Regions from separate parts of the Mus musculus genome. Here region 2 is linked to region 1. The links are chromatin contacts, called in public HiChIP or PLAC-seq maps. All regions are on one chromosome and are shown on one strand. The core of a region is the stretch at or near the end of the contact, and the rest is flanking DNA. Distances in the headings are between cores, read along the strand shown.

Region 1 (7,460 bases), core at 2,013-4,512:
TCTGTAGATCAGGCTGGCACTAAATTCACAAGAAATTGTTGCACACCTTTTTCTTTCATTTTTGTTTTAAGACAGTGTGCCTGGCTTATTTATTTATCTATCTATCTTTGGTCACATTTTCTGTATTATGCACATATAGCTGAGTTGGCTCTGATGTTTCTTCATTTGTTTGTGATACTCAGGATAAACACAGAGCCTTGTATCTGCCAGGTAAGTGCCTACTGTAATGAGCACAGTAAACAATGCCTTTTGGGCATATAAAAACAACCTAGTCAGGAACCCCACTACACCCAGAGCTGTGTCTGATAGCCAGAACTCAGTGACATCACTCTCTGCAGATAACCAGACACAGTCCTAGAACCCCATGATGCCCACTGGACGGTATATGAGCAGAGACCAAGAGCAATCAATGTCCTGCACCTCTGCAGAGACATCACCTTGATTTGCCCTGCAGCTGGAGAGTCTCCCCACACCCCCACCCCCGCCCCCGGGCTCCTGCCCCTCAATTCAGACTTCTATTACAGACTACACCTGACCTTCAGCTAAGATATGTCACAGAGGTGAGCAGCCCTGGGGACATAGACTTAGGATCATAATTAGGGATTTAGAGTGGGAACACTGTGATGACCTTCAGCATAACAAAGTAAAACGTTTGTTATACTATGTGTCTCTACCTTCTTGCGAGAGGCATTGACTACTGAGCTTAACCCCCAAGTTTTGTTCTTATGGTACTTTCTTGTTGTTTTTGAGACAGAGTCTCGATCTGTAGTCTTGACCGGCCTGGAGCTCACTATGGAGACCAGGTTGATTTCAAACTCACAGAGATAAATCTGCCTCGGTCTCCCCAGTGCTGGGCTTAAAGGTGCACACCGGCACTCTACAAACTTTTCTTTTTTAAGGGTAGAGTTTTACCCTGTTGCCCAGAAAGCAGTCCTACCTTCTCAGCTCTCCAGTCCTGGAGTTTCAGGAGTGAAGAAGCAAATCCAGCTTTTTGTAGTGTGCCTTCCCTTTCTGTGCAGGGAGATTTAATTCTCTTCTTCTCTTGCTCCCTTTACGATTTTCTTTCATTACTATTACTTAACAGAGTTGGGAGTTTGGCCTCCTACTCTTGGGCTCAAACAAAGGCCTTGCCTGCCCCTGCCTTCTAAGTGTGGAGACCACACATGCGCACAAGAACCCCCAACTTATGGGGCTGGAGAGATGGCTCAGCGGTTAAGAGCACTGACTGTTCTTCCGAAGGTCCTGAGTTCAAATCCCAGCAACCACATGGTGGCTCACAACCATCCGTAATGACATCTGACACCCTCTACTGGTGTGTCTGAAGACAGCTTTACCTCTCATAGGCTCTCTTCATGGTGCCAAGCCTCAACTCCTTTGCATGACCCCTTCAGTCCTGGGCCATTGTACTGGCTGGTTTTGTGTGTCAACTTGACACAAGCTGGAGTTATATCACAGAGAAAGGAGTACAGTCATTGCTCTTACCCACTGAGCCATCTCATCAGCCCACCTTTCTAATTCATTTTAGTCAAGTTTATTTATTTTGTTATTTTCTGTGTATGCATATGGGTATGGGTGTTCTGCCTGCATGTATGTCTGGGTACCACATGCATGCCTGGTGTCTTCGGAGGTCAGAAGAAAACACTAGATCCCTGAAACTGGAGTTGTGGATGGTTGTGAGCCATATGAGTGCTGGGAGCCAAACCTAGGTCCTCTGCAGGAACAAGTGTTCCTAAGAGCTGAGCCATCGCCCCAGCCCCGGGATGTTTGATGAATTCGCAGAAATTTTACTTCGGTGACTAAGAGCTATGCCTAGAGCTAGAGACAGCTTGAGCCAGGGATGGCTGCAGGAGGGAGGTGCCGAGTGCTTCCCTGAGGTCTGTATCAGGTTGTGACACTCTACTCTACAAACTAATGACTAGGAGAGGGCTCCAGCCTTGCCCCGTGCCTATCTTACGAAGACTTGATTCCCTTCTCTACAGTTCATTTTATCATCGATATAATATAATATATAATATAATATAATATATAATGTATAATATATAATATAATATAATATAATATAATATAATATGGTGCCGCATGCCTTTAATCCCTGCAGATGCAGGAAAGCTCGAGGCCAGCCTTGTCAACAGAGTGAGTTCCTGGACAGCCAGGGCTACCCAGAGAAACCCTGTCTCAAAAAACAAACATGCAAAAAATAGGTTGAGTGATAGGTTACACCAACCACGTGGTGAATATGTGTGGGCCAAAGGGGAGCTTGGCCAGAGAGGGTGTGGCCAGTGCTACACCAGCAATCATGATTCGGTTTTTTTTCTTGGGGCAAAGTGTAGGATCAGCAGGATTTGGACATTCAAGCCAGCTCATTTGAACACTGGGGTGGGGAGACACAGGCCTGTCCACCTAAGGCACATGGAGAATACCAAACTTGTGAGACAGGCAAGGCAGAAAGACAAATCTCCTGGACTCCGTTTATCTTCTCCCATCCTTTTCCCTCCTCAGTCCATCTTCCTCCCTCCTCCCAACCTCACCACCCCCAGGGCCCCCTACTCAGGTCTCCATTGCCTACTTCTTCTGAGTCATTTTGTAGTCCAGGCTAGATTCAAGCTCACTGTCTCCCTGGGTAAACCTTCCCATGTGCAGAGATTACAAACATCCGCAGGGAGAAGGGAGGCTTAGAGGTTAAAAGCACTTGTTAAAAGGACCCAGATTTGATTCCCAGATCCTACATAGAGGCTCACTACCTCCTCAGGCACCACTTGTGAACCACTGCTAGGCAAAACACTTGTACATACAAAATAATATAAATAAATCTTTTTTTAAAAAGCAACCCCCCTCCCCCATTTACCCTTCAAAGTTCCCATCTGATCCCATCTAGACACTTCACAGTAGGGATGAGAGTCAATGTGAGTCAGCCCGAATCATCAGCCACAGCGGAGGTGCTCAAAGGCAGGCAGGCAGACTTTGTTTTATTTTGAGACAATGTCTCACTATGTATCTCTGGCTGTCCTGGAACTCACTACACACCAGGCTGGCCTTTCCATCCCAAATTCTGGGGTTAAAGATGTGCACTACCTCAATGAGTGGCACTCAGACTACTTGAGAATGGAGGCAGGGGCTTTCCTGAGGCTGCACAGGTGGGCTCCAGCCACAGCTCCCAGCACAAAGGCTCTCCTCAGGAGGCTCGTGCAGTATCAGCCCCATGGACCTCAGGACCTGGTAACTGGAGAGTGTTGTCGGCAGGCTTCGTGCTTAAGCGCTGGGTGGGGCGGGTGCTCCTCCCCTGAGAGGACACAAAAGGTGACCTTTTGCTTTCCTGGCTCCAGAGCAGTTTAACATTCTGATTCTGGGCACCTCCCCCTACCATTGAGCAGAAATCCCAACAACGCTGAGACTTGCATCATGGAGAGCACTGTAGCCAGCCACTGGCCAAGTCCCATAGTCAGGTGCTCCCAAGGTCATCCAGATGGTGTAAATGAGGAGTGGCCGCTGCTCTCGCCCTCAGCCTCCTGATACCTGCATTCTTGGGTTAAGAAACGTCCTCTCAGCCTTCCCTGGTGGGTGTCAGATTCTGGCTGTGATCCATCAGCTCCATCCATGACACTCTCTCCATTGTGTCTCTGCAAAGGCACATAACTAGGGCCTTGTTCTATAATGGTCTCACTTAGGCCTCATAAAAACCCTCTGAGGCTGAGGCTATTCTTATCCTAGTCGGTTCTGTGACTGAGCAACAGGAGCTGAAGGACAGCGCTACCTTGCCTACCACCAGATGATGCCGGACCCATCTGTGGAAATAAAATGTCATTCACTGGCAGCATTTTTCCTGTCTCCTCATGACAGCCTCAGCTTCTACATGACTATCTGCATTTTGGTTTGTTTTGTTTTGCCTTTTGTTTTTTACTTTATCTGTTTGTTTTTAGTTTGGGGGTGTTTTGTTTTGTTTTGGTTTTGGTTTTGGTTTTTTGAGACAGGGTTTCTCTGTATAGCCCTGGCTGTCCTGGAATTCACTTTGTAGACCAGGCTGGCCTCAAACTCAGAAATCCACCTACCTCTGCCTCCCGAGTGCTGGGATCAAAGGCGTGCGCCACCACACCCGGCTAGTTTCTGGCTTGTCTTTCTTTCTTCCTTTCTTTCTTCCTTTCTTTCTTTCTTTCTAAGATTTATTTATTATATCTAAGTACACTGTAAACCCGGCTAGTTTCTGGCTTGTCTTTCTTTCTTTCTTTCTTCCTTTCTTTCTTTCTTTCTTTCTAAGATTTATTTATTATATCTAAGTACACTGTAGCTGTCTTCAGATGCACCAGAAGAGGGCGCCAGATCTCATTATGGATGATTGTGAGCCACGATGTGGTTGCTGGGATTTGAACTCCGGATCTTCGGAAGAACAGTCAGTGCTCTTAACCGCTGAGCCATCTCTCCAGCCCCTAGTTTTTGGTTTTTCAAGACAGGTTTTTCTCAGTAGCCATGACTCAGTAGTCTTGGAACTCTCTCTGTAGACAAGGCGGGCCTGCTTCTGTGTCCCAAGTGGTGGGATTAAAGGCCTGTGCCTCCTTGCTGCTGTGGCTGCCCCTGACACCGACACCACCACTACCTACCACCTTCTGGCTGACTATCTGCATTTTTAAAAAATATTTATTTATTTATTATATGTAAGTACACTGTAGTTGTCTTCAGACACCCCAGTAGAGGGCATCAGATCTCATTATGGATGGTTGTGAACCACCATGTGGTTGCTGGGATTTGAATTCAGGACCTTCAGAAGAGCAGTTAGTGCTCTTAACCACTGAGCCATCTCTCCAGCTCCAGCTCCAACTATCTGCATTTTTGTTGTTGTTGTTGTTGTTGTTTTTGTTTTTTTGAGACAGGGTTTCTCTGTATAGCCCTGGCTGTCCTGGAACTCACTTTGTAGACCAGGCTGGCCTCGAACTCAGAAATCCACCTGCCTCTGCCTCCCAAGTTCTATCTGCATTTTTAATATGCTGTTTGCTACTAAACATTCTCAGCAAAGCCACAGTAGCAGAAAACATGTTCTGAAAGAACTGCTGTGATAAATGCTATGGGCTTACTTCATCTGACAGCTGATGGATGATGGTGAAGGGAAGCCAGAACGGGACCCTGGAGGGGGCACTGAAACACAAGCCGTGGTGGAACACTGCTTCCTGGCTTGCTCTCCATGGCTCTCTCAGCTTCCTATAAAACCCAGGACCAACTGCCTAGGGGTAGCATGGGTTATCCTCCCTCATCAATCACTAGTCAAAAACAATACCTCAAAAGCCTTGACCACAAACCAATTTAATGGAGGCATTTTCTCAGTTGAGGTTCCCTCTTTGCAGTTGACAAAACAAACAACAAACAATCAACACATGCCCTAACCAGCACACGCACAGAAGCAGCCGGAGGAAGAAGCAACACAGGAGATGTGAGACCGTTCCCACCCAGGCCCTCGTCCATCGTGGTAACTCCTGAGTGCCAGTTAATGCTTATAGCCTTACATATTTTTCTCTTTCCTGCTGGCTTTGCCACCAGGGGGCGACGCTCTCCCTCCTGGTTCTAGGGACAGCTCCCCAGGGCCCCAGCAATTGCATGCAGGTTTCTGACTGCAATTCTTCCTTAGTTGTGAGCCACGCTTGAGTTGGCGCATCTGCTGTCTTCCACCACACAGTGACCTCACTTGCAGAATGAGGAGGCTAGTTATTAAACATCAAAAAGATCAAGATTTCCTGATCCTGGTCAATGTCTTTTGGGGTTTTGCTTTATTTTTTTTTTTTCCCATGTTACAAGCACTCTAGAGGTCTCTGTCATTGTTGAGGAGTGAGGGAAATCTGTGGAGTTGGCCTCCCATAATCAATCCAAACCTGAGTATTCATTGCAAGTACTGGCTATTTGCCTGTTTGTTTCTCTTTGGAGTTTTTGTTTGTTTGTTTGTTTGTTTGTTTTGTGGTGTGTTGTTGTTGTTGTTTTTATTTTAGAGACAGGACCTCACTATGTAACTCTGGCTGCCCTGGAACCCATTATATAGGCAGGCTGGTCTTGAATGCACACAGATCAGCCTGTCTCTGCTTCCCAAGTGCTGGGATTAAAGGCTCGTACCACCACTGCCCAACTGTGTGTGTATGTATATGAATGTAAGTGCAGGATATTGCTTTTATTTATGTTTTATGTTTATGTGTGTTTTATCTGCATGCATGTCTATGCATCGTATGCATGCATGGTGCTCATGGAGACCATAAGAGGATTCTGGACCCCCTAGAATTGGAGTTACAGACAGTTGTGAGCTGCTATATGGGTGGGTGCTGGTAATAGAATCAGGCAGGTCCTGTGGGAGATCAGCCAGTGCTCTTTATATATTTTTTTAATTATGTATTTTCCTCAATTACATTTCCAATGCTATCCTAAAAGTCCCCCATACCCTTCCCCCCACTCCCCTACCCACCCATTCCCAATTTTTGGCCCTGGCGTTCCCCTGTACTGGGGCATATAAAGTTCGCGTGTCCAATGGGCCTCTCTTTCCAGTGATGGCCGACTAGGTCATCTTTTGATACATATGCAGCTAGAGTCAAGAGCTCCGGGGTACTGGTTAGTTCATAATGTTGTTGCACCTACAAGGTTGCAGATCTCTTTAGCTCCTTGGTTACTTTCTCTAGCTCCTCCACTGGGGGCCCTGTGATCCATCCAATAGCTGATAGCCAGTGCTCTTAATGGCTGAGCCATTTCTGCAGCCCCAGGACAGGGACATCTGTTTCTTTATTTGTGTGTGTGCATGTGTGTTGGCACACATGTGAAGCCCAGAGAATAACCTTTCACCATGTGTTTCAGAGATCAAACCCTTCTTCAGGCTTGGCCAGAGCCACCTTTACCAACTGAGCCACTTCTCTGGTCCTGTCTATTTGCCTTCGAACCAGATTTTCCTCTATAATAATTTAGGTCTGAGTTTTATCAGGATGCAAACAAGTTTCCTCTCTTACTTAGCAGTAGTATGGGCACAAGACCTATAGGGAAAGAATTCTGTGATCCACTAGTCAGGTCTGTCAAGGTCAAGACAATTGGGGTATTAAAACCCATGTGCTATTTGCCCAGATAGGTGATAGAAAGGATTAGCTTTTCAAATTGGGAAGAATACAGATTCTATAGGCGGTGTGGTGGTTTTACACTCTTTGCTGTGTGTAATTAATGTTGTAACTAAGAACTAAGTATATTTAGGCTGGCAGGCTATCTCAGTGCAGACCACTTGTCTAGCAAGCATGATGGCTTGGGTTCCATCTCCAGCACCTCAGAAGGGGCTAGGGGATCATGTCTGTATTAGTCAGGCAGGGTTAGAGAGACTGCAAGCAGCAGCTGTTAGAGTTTAGACATCTCTCTCCAAACTCCAGGCCCAGCTAACGGGACAGGTGCCAAGATTCTCAGGCAAGGCCTCTTGGCACGTAGACCCATGGAGATGGGGGAGGGGCAAGGCTCGGAAATGG
Region 2 (7,460 bases), core at 2,147-4,646, 710 kb after region 1:
AGTCGGGAATTTTCCTCTTTTCCCTATTTTTGAAGCAGGGTTTCTTGAGACCCCGAGCTCCCCCATGCTGTTGGTATCCAGCAGCTTGTTCCTAGGCCTCCAGTCTCTACTCCTGGGCCAGACGCAGGAGCACTTGGCATTTCTGGGGAACGCTGTTTATGTAAAACCTGACACCCCCACTCCTGTAAGTGTTCTGGCAGATATAAACATTCTGAAGACACACTTGTCTCTCCATCTGACTAGGAGACTTTTGAAGGAATGGATTCCAAGGATAATGCTGTTTCCCAGGAATCTCATGTTGGGAAAAGGAAAGGTGCTAGCTAGCCAGAGAGACACGCCTTCCTCAAAGAGATCTCAAACAACCCTGGCGACTTGTCAAACTGCCTTACAGAACCAGACTAAAACCCAGATGAAGATGAGTCACTGGCGGGTGTAACTGTAACTGTTTCTTTTTTTTTCCCTTTTGGTTTTTTGAGACAGGGTTTCTCTGTGTGATGGTTTCTATATGCTGGGCCCAGGGAGTGGCACGATTAGAAGGTGTGGCCCTGTTGGAGTAGGTGTGTCACTGTAGTGTGGGCTATAAGACCCCCATCCTAATTGCCTGGAAGCCAATATTCTGCTAGTAGTCCTCAGATGAAGATGTAGAACTCTCAGCTCCTCCTGTACCATGCCTTCCTAGATGCTGCCATGTTCCTGCCTTGGTGATAATGGACTGAACCTCTGAATCTGTAAGCCAGACCCAGTTAAATGTTGTCCTTATAAGAGTTGCCTTGGGATGGGGAAGTGGGGAGAGAGAGTAAAAAAAAAAAGTTGCCTTGGTTATGATACTAAGACACTCTGTGCAGCCCTGGCTGTCCTGGAACTCACTCTGTAGACCAGGCTGGCCTTTAATTCAGAGATCCACCTGCTTCTGACTCCCAAGTGCTGGCATTAAAGGTGTGGGCCATTGTGCAGTCTGTATTATATATTTTAATACATAGTGGCCATTTCAGTTCTTTTTAAATTTATTTCTTTTATGTTTTAAAGTTAATTTTTTAACATGCTCAATTAAAATGCATATATAGATTCAAATTTAAATATTGTGATCATATAGTAAGGCCTGATAAATTCTTCTTTTATAGATTTGAATACTCTAAACACCTTAAAACCTATTAAAATGATATGTATTAAGTGTTTCATAAACAGTTAATGTTATACATACACACAGAGTTCTATAAGGATTTCTTTCTAAAAACATTCTTGTTTATATAATGGGTAACATAAAACTTAGATTTTTCCATTTTTTTTTTTTTTTTACATAGAACTGCTAAATGCAGTGTTTTTTTTAAAGTAAGTTTGGACTATAACTAAATTAATAGATACATATTTCCTTTTCATACTGAGAAACAGAAATAAAAAGGAAAGGACATTGACTACTCCTAGGTATGGTGGAAGAGAACATTTATTGTAGATCCGAGGGAGAGCATGGTCAGAGTCAGACACAACGGAGAGTGCAGAGTGGACACGACCTTCCTTGAGCCATGTGAGGAGAGAGGTGAGAGGAAGAGGGAACCACGTGCAGCAGCCAGGAGGCCAAAGTGCAAGCGAAGGTAACCAAAGGCTTGACTGTAGAGGAAGAGCAGCCCACTCCCTGCTGGAGAGTTCAGCACAGAGGGTGGGGTGTACCAGCCAGGTGAGCTCTGTAACAGGTAGGAGCTGAGGAACTGCAGGGAGAACCTGGGGGCCAGGTCCACTTTGATGTTAAATAGGCACCTCAGCCATTTGACTGGGGTTGGAGACTTAACAATGAGGATTATAGAAAACACAATCCCAAGAAATAATAGAATTGAAACTCTTTGCTTATTAAAAAGTCTTAGAGGTGGTTGTGTATGTGAATTATCAGTCTACATGTGGTTAAACTTTATTTCTACATAATATACTTAGTGTCCAGTTGGCTTGTGAGCAATTGCTCATGTAACTCAAGTTCTCAGTCCAACTTCATTTTGCTCATAGTAAAACTAAAAACTTTAAAGAAGCCAGGCAGTGGTGGCACACACCTTTAATCCCAGCACTTGGGAGGCAGAGGCAGGCAGATTTCTGAGTTTGAGGCCAGCCTGGTCTACAGACAGCCAGGGCTACACAGAGAAACCCTGTCTTAAAAAACAAAACAAAACAAAACAAACAAACAAACAAACAAACAAAAAACAAAAAACAAGGGCTGGAGAGATGGCTCAGTGGTTAAGAGCACTGCTCTTCCAGAGGACATAAGTTCAATTCCCAGCAACCACATGGTGACTGATGCCCTCTTCTGGTGTGTCTGAAGACAGTGACAATATATTCACATACATTAAATAAATACATATATTCAAAAAAAGATTTACTAAAAAACTTTAAAGAAAGAAATGATGATAAAAGGCAAAAATATAATCAGTATGGCCTCACAGGTCAAATGAAAGAATGATTAGTGGTCCTAATTCTTTCTTGAAGACATAAAACGTAAATTTTTTAAATCTGCTTTTAGGGAAAAGATACATAACCACACAGTTCTGGTTCAAGTGTTCTCTCCTTGGTCCTTATCCCAGTTCTGGTTCTAAAACATGGGCCCTTGTTGCTTGAGGCTACAAACTAACTAAAAGATGACTTTTCTACTGCAGGAAGGGTTTTTCCTGCTAGACAACTGCCCTCCCTTGAGACATTAAACTCTTTATTGAAAACATTAAGAGGATGACTCATGTCCATGCCTTAGATATGCCTTGTTTATATATGAGTGTATATATAAAGACAGACATTTTAAGGATTTTAAGGATATTTTTAACCACTGCTGCTTTAAAAACAAACAATTAAGATTTTTTCCCCCCAAGATCTTTAGTTTAGCCAGGCCTATTTAAGAGAAAACCTTAAGTATTTTTAATTGTTATTTTGAGGGTTACCCAGAAACATCATATACTTTAGAGATTATCCTAATGTGTTGTACCTTAATTTTTTTTTAAGATTTATTTACTTATTTATTTAATGTATATGAGTACACTGTAGCTGTCTTCAGACACACCAGAAGAGGGAGTCAGATCTTTTTACAGATGGTTGTGAGTTACCATGTGGTTGCTGAGAGTTGAACTAAGGACCTCTGGAAGAGCAATCAGTACTCTTAACCTCTGAGCCATCTCTAATGGGAGTGAGTGAGGCTTACAAAAAGACAAGACAACTGGACAACATTATAACATGACCCCAGCCAGTGCTGAAGCTGGTATATTTTTTTCTAGACCCTTTTATACCATTCTAGGCACATGCAAAGAATAGGGTCAGTTCTAGGTCAAAGACAAAGTAGTCAAGGAACAAACAAGGCATAAACAAAGGTCCCATGATTACAGTATTCAGGGACTTAACAAGACAGTCAGGATACAAAGAACTCATTCCTCAGCTGTATGCATTTGAGTCTACTTCCTTGTCCTAGCCCAATGTCAAATTCCTGCCAATATCCTTGAAGCGGCTCCAAGAGCTCTGGAACCAAGAGCTAGGGTTTCTATTGCTGTATAGGGACATCAATGACCACGGCAACTCTTATAAAAAAATATTTAATTGGGGCTGGTTTATAGTTTCAAAGGTTTAGTCCAATATCATCACGACTTGATACGAGAGAAGGAGCTGAGAGTTCTACGTCCTGATCCGAAGGAAGCAGGAGACTGTGTGCTACATTGAGCAAAGTTTGAGCATAAAAGACCTAAAAGCCCACCCCACAGTGACACAGTTCCTCCAACAAGGCCACACCTCCTAACAGTGCCATTCCCTACAGGAATCTACACAAACCTATGGGGGCCATTCCTGAAGTGGAAACTCAATGGTCCTTTGGAAAGTCAGTTGTGTTGGATGGTGCAAATACGTGAAGGAATGTTTTCCCAAAGTGGACACGGGTGAAAGGCTAAGGCAGACTTGTGAAGGAATGTTTCACTGAAAAGATGTTCTGCTAACGAAAGCACGTGAAAGGACGCGTGATGAAGGATTCTTTGCTAAGGACATGCGTGTATTGGTCCACCTCACATCTCTTACTGAGCTCCACATGTTGAGATTCCATAGACAGGAGTGCACCAAAAAAGTTCTGGTGGTGTGCCCCAGCTTCTTGCCACTTCTGCGGACTCAGTCTGACCGGCAGAGTAATGTCAGCTGAGACTGACTCACGTGCTGAGACAAGACGTATGCTGAGGCAAGACCCGTGGAGAAACGTGATATTGGGAGGGTATAGAACCCGTCGGGCATCTTCACTGATCTGCACTTCCTTGAGAGAAGCACAGCTGAGAACTTTGCCTGGCATTCCTTCTGGGTTCCTCCTGCTGACTCCAGCCAAGGCTGAGGCCTGGCTGTCTCTGCTGGGCAATACCACTGCTGCTGATTCCTGTTTGCTCTACCAAACTGGACTGCTTGGTGTTTGTGAGTGGATCAACCTGCTGCTGCTAACCTGTGAACTGAACTGCCAATTTCCAGACAACACAGATGGGAGTTGCTCCAAAGAACCTTTCTGAACAGGTCCACTTCCACGTTTCTTTTCTTTCCCACTACCTCTGGTGGTGGGCGACAAGGGAGGTTAAAGCATTTAAGAACCATCATTAAAAATAGGATTTGAGCCGGGCGGTGGTGGCGCACTCCTTTAATCCCAGCACTCGGGAGGCAGAGGCAGGTGGATTTCTGAGTTCGAGGCCAGCCTGGTCTACAGAGTGAGTTCCAGGATAGCCAGGGCTATAAAGAAAACCAAAAAAAAAAAAAAAAAAAAAAAAAAAAAAAAAAAAAAGGATTTGAAAAAAATTAAAGCTACACATTCCTATTCAAACCAGCACACTGGTGTCATTCACCTGAGGCCACTTTCCGAGGCTGTCCCAGCATTCTGCACAAAGGGTCACAGCTAGGCCTTAGCTAGGCCTTAGCTGAGAACCTCTACTCTAGCTAGGCCACTCTGCAGCTCCCTCCCTCTGCTTTCTTCTCTCTCCCCACCCCCCTCAGTATATTGCCCTCAAACTCTTGGGTGGCCTTTAGGTAGGTGGAACTAGAGACATGTGCTCCTGACTTACTCTGCCCTTTCTCTGATGGTTCTGGACCCTGACTGCCGGGTGCCTGTCTTGCCCTCTCCCATGGCGACTTCGGTGTACTTGTTTGTGATGTTTCTGCCACCCATGGGCCCTTCACTTCCTCAACTCTATGATTTATGCCTCCACAGGACAATCACATCAGAAAACGCTTCCATCTCAGTCCCGCTCCATCCTTACTCCGGCTCTGTGTCCTCCCGGGGCCCAGGAGGGAGCACTGCTTGTCCCCACCACTTCTGTGTTCTTTCTACTCCTCCCCAGCAGTCTGGACTCCGAGGTTTGTTCCTCATCCTGGTTCCTCCTTAGTAGGCGGGGTCTCCCCAAATCACTGTCTAATCCGCGGGTTTCTTTCTCCAAGCAGGGAATTCCCCACATCTCCTCCTTCAGCTTCCAGGCTGTTCGATGTGCTCTGTCTGCTCAGACAAAAAGGTGTGACCGGCTCCACCTCGTTCCAGGCCTGTCCCTTTCCTCCCAGCTGGCTGGCCCGGGGAGTGAGGAGGAGACTGAGGAACTTGCAATGGTTGTAAGCAGGGATCCGAGCCTCGGGCTACTCTGCAGATTCATTTCTTGCCTCTTCCTCTCTGAGATCTGCCTGAAGTCCTGATGTGTGCTTAAGAGCTTCCGCGGCACTGCACAATTTCCTCCGCAAACATTTCAATCTTTAATTTGGAACTTAGCGCCCGAGCACAGGACTTACTCTGGCTTCACACTGGCTCCTCCAAAGGAAGCTAAGGGCGAAGGGAGGGTGGTCATCATAGAAGCAGACAGTCTGTGCATTGTTTACCTGGAAACTTACAAGTGAGTGTAGAAATAATTTTTAAATTCCAAGTTTTCCTTTCCCAGTCTCGGCTCTCAGAGTGATGACTCTGAGACGACTTAGTTATTATTAAATGCCTAGGCCATAAGCTTTGGCTCACTCTCTGACTAGTTCTTACCTTATTTAACCATTTAATCTATTCTATGTCTATCACTTGGTTAGTGATTCGGTACTCACTGGCTCCTTCCTTCTTGTCTCCTCAGAGTCTCTCAGAGTTCCTCCACCTGCTGGTTTACCCCTGTCTCCTCAGTCTGTTTCCCATCTCCTCTTATTCCCCCATGGCTCTCTTTTCTCTTACTATTTCCCAGAATCCTCTGCCTTCCTGCCAATGTCCCGCCTCTTATTTCCTGCCTCAGATCATTGGCCATTGGCTTTTTATTGGCAGGTGGTGCTTTTAAGCGATTCTCTCTACAAACGTTCCCGACTCTCTCTCTTTTTTGTGTATCCAGATACACTTGCCTATGCACTCACTCACAGATGAGGCCAAGGTCAGAGGTCACTGTCAGATGTCATCCTCTACTGCTCCCCACCCTACTTTTAGAGACAGGGTCTCTCCCAGAACCTGGACCTCACCAACTGGCTAGACTGGGCAGCAGACCCCAGGGCTCTTTCTGTCCCGCCTCAATGTTGGGGAGGCAGGCATAGACCATATCTAGTTTTTACATGGGTGCTGGGTCTCAACTCAGGTCCTCCTGCTTGATAGCAAGAATTTGTACTGACTAAGCTGTCTGCTCGTGATTCTAGCTGTTCACTTTATTCTATCAGGGGACAGGGTCTCACAAGGCACCCAAAGCTGGCCTGAAACACCAACTTCTCCCGTCTTAGCAGCAGCAGCAGCTGCTGCTGCTGCTGCTTCTTCTTCTTCTTCTTCTTCTTCTTCTTCTTCTTCTTCTTCTTCTTCTTCTTCTTCTTCTTCTTCTCCTTCTCCTCCTTCTCCTCCTCCTCCTCCTCCTCCTCCTCCTCCTCCTTCTTTTTTTGCTTTTTCGAGACAGGGTTTCTCTGTGCAGTCCTGGCTGTCCTGGAACTCACTCTGTAGACCAGGCTGGCCTCCAACTCAGAAATCTGCCTGGATCTGCCTCCCAAGTGCTGGGATTACAGGCGTGTGCCACCACTGCCCTGCTTCATCTCAGCTTCTGATGGTGTTTATGCTCAGGATGAAAATGAATTCCAAGTAGACGAGAGATGTGCTTATGAATACAGAGCAAACACAGTGCAATGCTAAGGCTCATAACTCCAAAGCACAGTGCTGGTTTTTGCTTTATACTGAGCACTTGAGTTTGGTTACCAATACCTACTTAAAACCTGGGTGCAGATAGGCAATAGTGGTGCACAACTTTAATCCCAGCTCTTGAGAGGTAGAGACAGGCAGATCTCTGAGTTCAAAGCCAGCCTAGTCTATAGAGCAGAGTGAGCGAGTTGCAGGTCAAGGCTACACAGAGAAACCTGTCTCAGAAAACAAACAAAACAAAATAAATATCTGGGTGCAGCAGACATTTGATTCCAGTGCTGAGGAGGTAGACAGAGGAGGTACTTGGGACTTGCTTGCTGGCAAGCCTTTAGCCAAATTGGCAAGCTCCAGGTTTAGTAAGAGA

The links. HiChIP or PLAC-seq counts read pairs in DNA pulled down with a chosen protein or histone mark.
Region 2: a contact with region 1 is called in an H3K27ac HiChIP or PLAC-seq map of embryonic stem cells, with 2.8 times the contacts expected there. The contact joins two enhancer-like sites. A contact is called at or near these places in 1 of 484 Hi-C or Micro-C datasets (the G1E-ER4 cell line) and 2 of 115 datasets of contacts at active chromatin or transcription factors (embryonic stem cells and memory CD8 T cells).

The regions. Positions count from the first base shown.
Region 1 is chr7:80,127,194-80,134,653 of GRCm38.p6, forward strand. No RefSeq gene overlaps it. Among named protein-coding and RNA genes, the nearest start is that of Idh2, 16 kb to the left of the region's middle. Within about 2 kb of position 3,263, at least 54 of the 459 cell types and tissues checked have an H3K27ac peak or open chromatin away from gene starts, as enhancers often do. A contact at or near this core is called in embryonic stem cells, where this site is marked.
Region 2 is chr7:80,840,740-80,848,199 of GRCm38.p6, forward strand. No RefSeq gene overlaps it. Among named protein-coding and RNA genes, the nearest start is that of Zscan2, 16 kb to the right of the region's middle. Within about 2 kb of position 3,397, at least 21 of the 459 cell types and tissues checked have an H3K27ac peak or open chromatin away from gene starts, as enhancers often do. A contact at or near this core is called in embryonic stem cells, where this site is marked.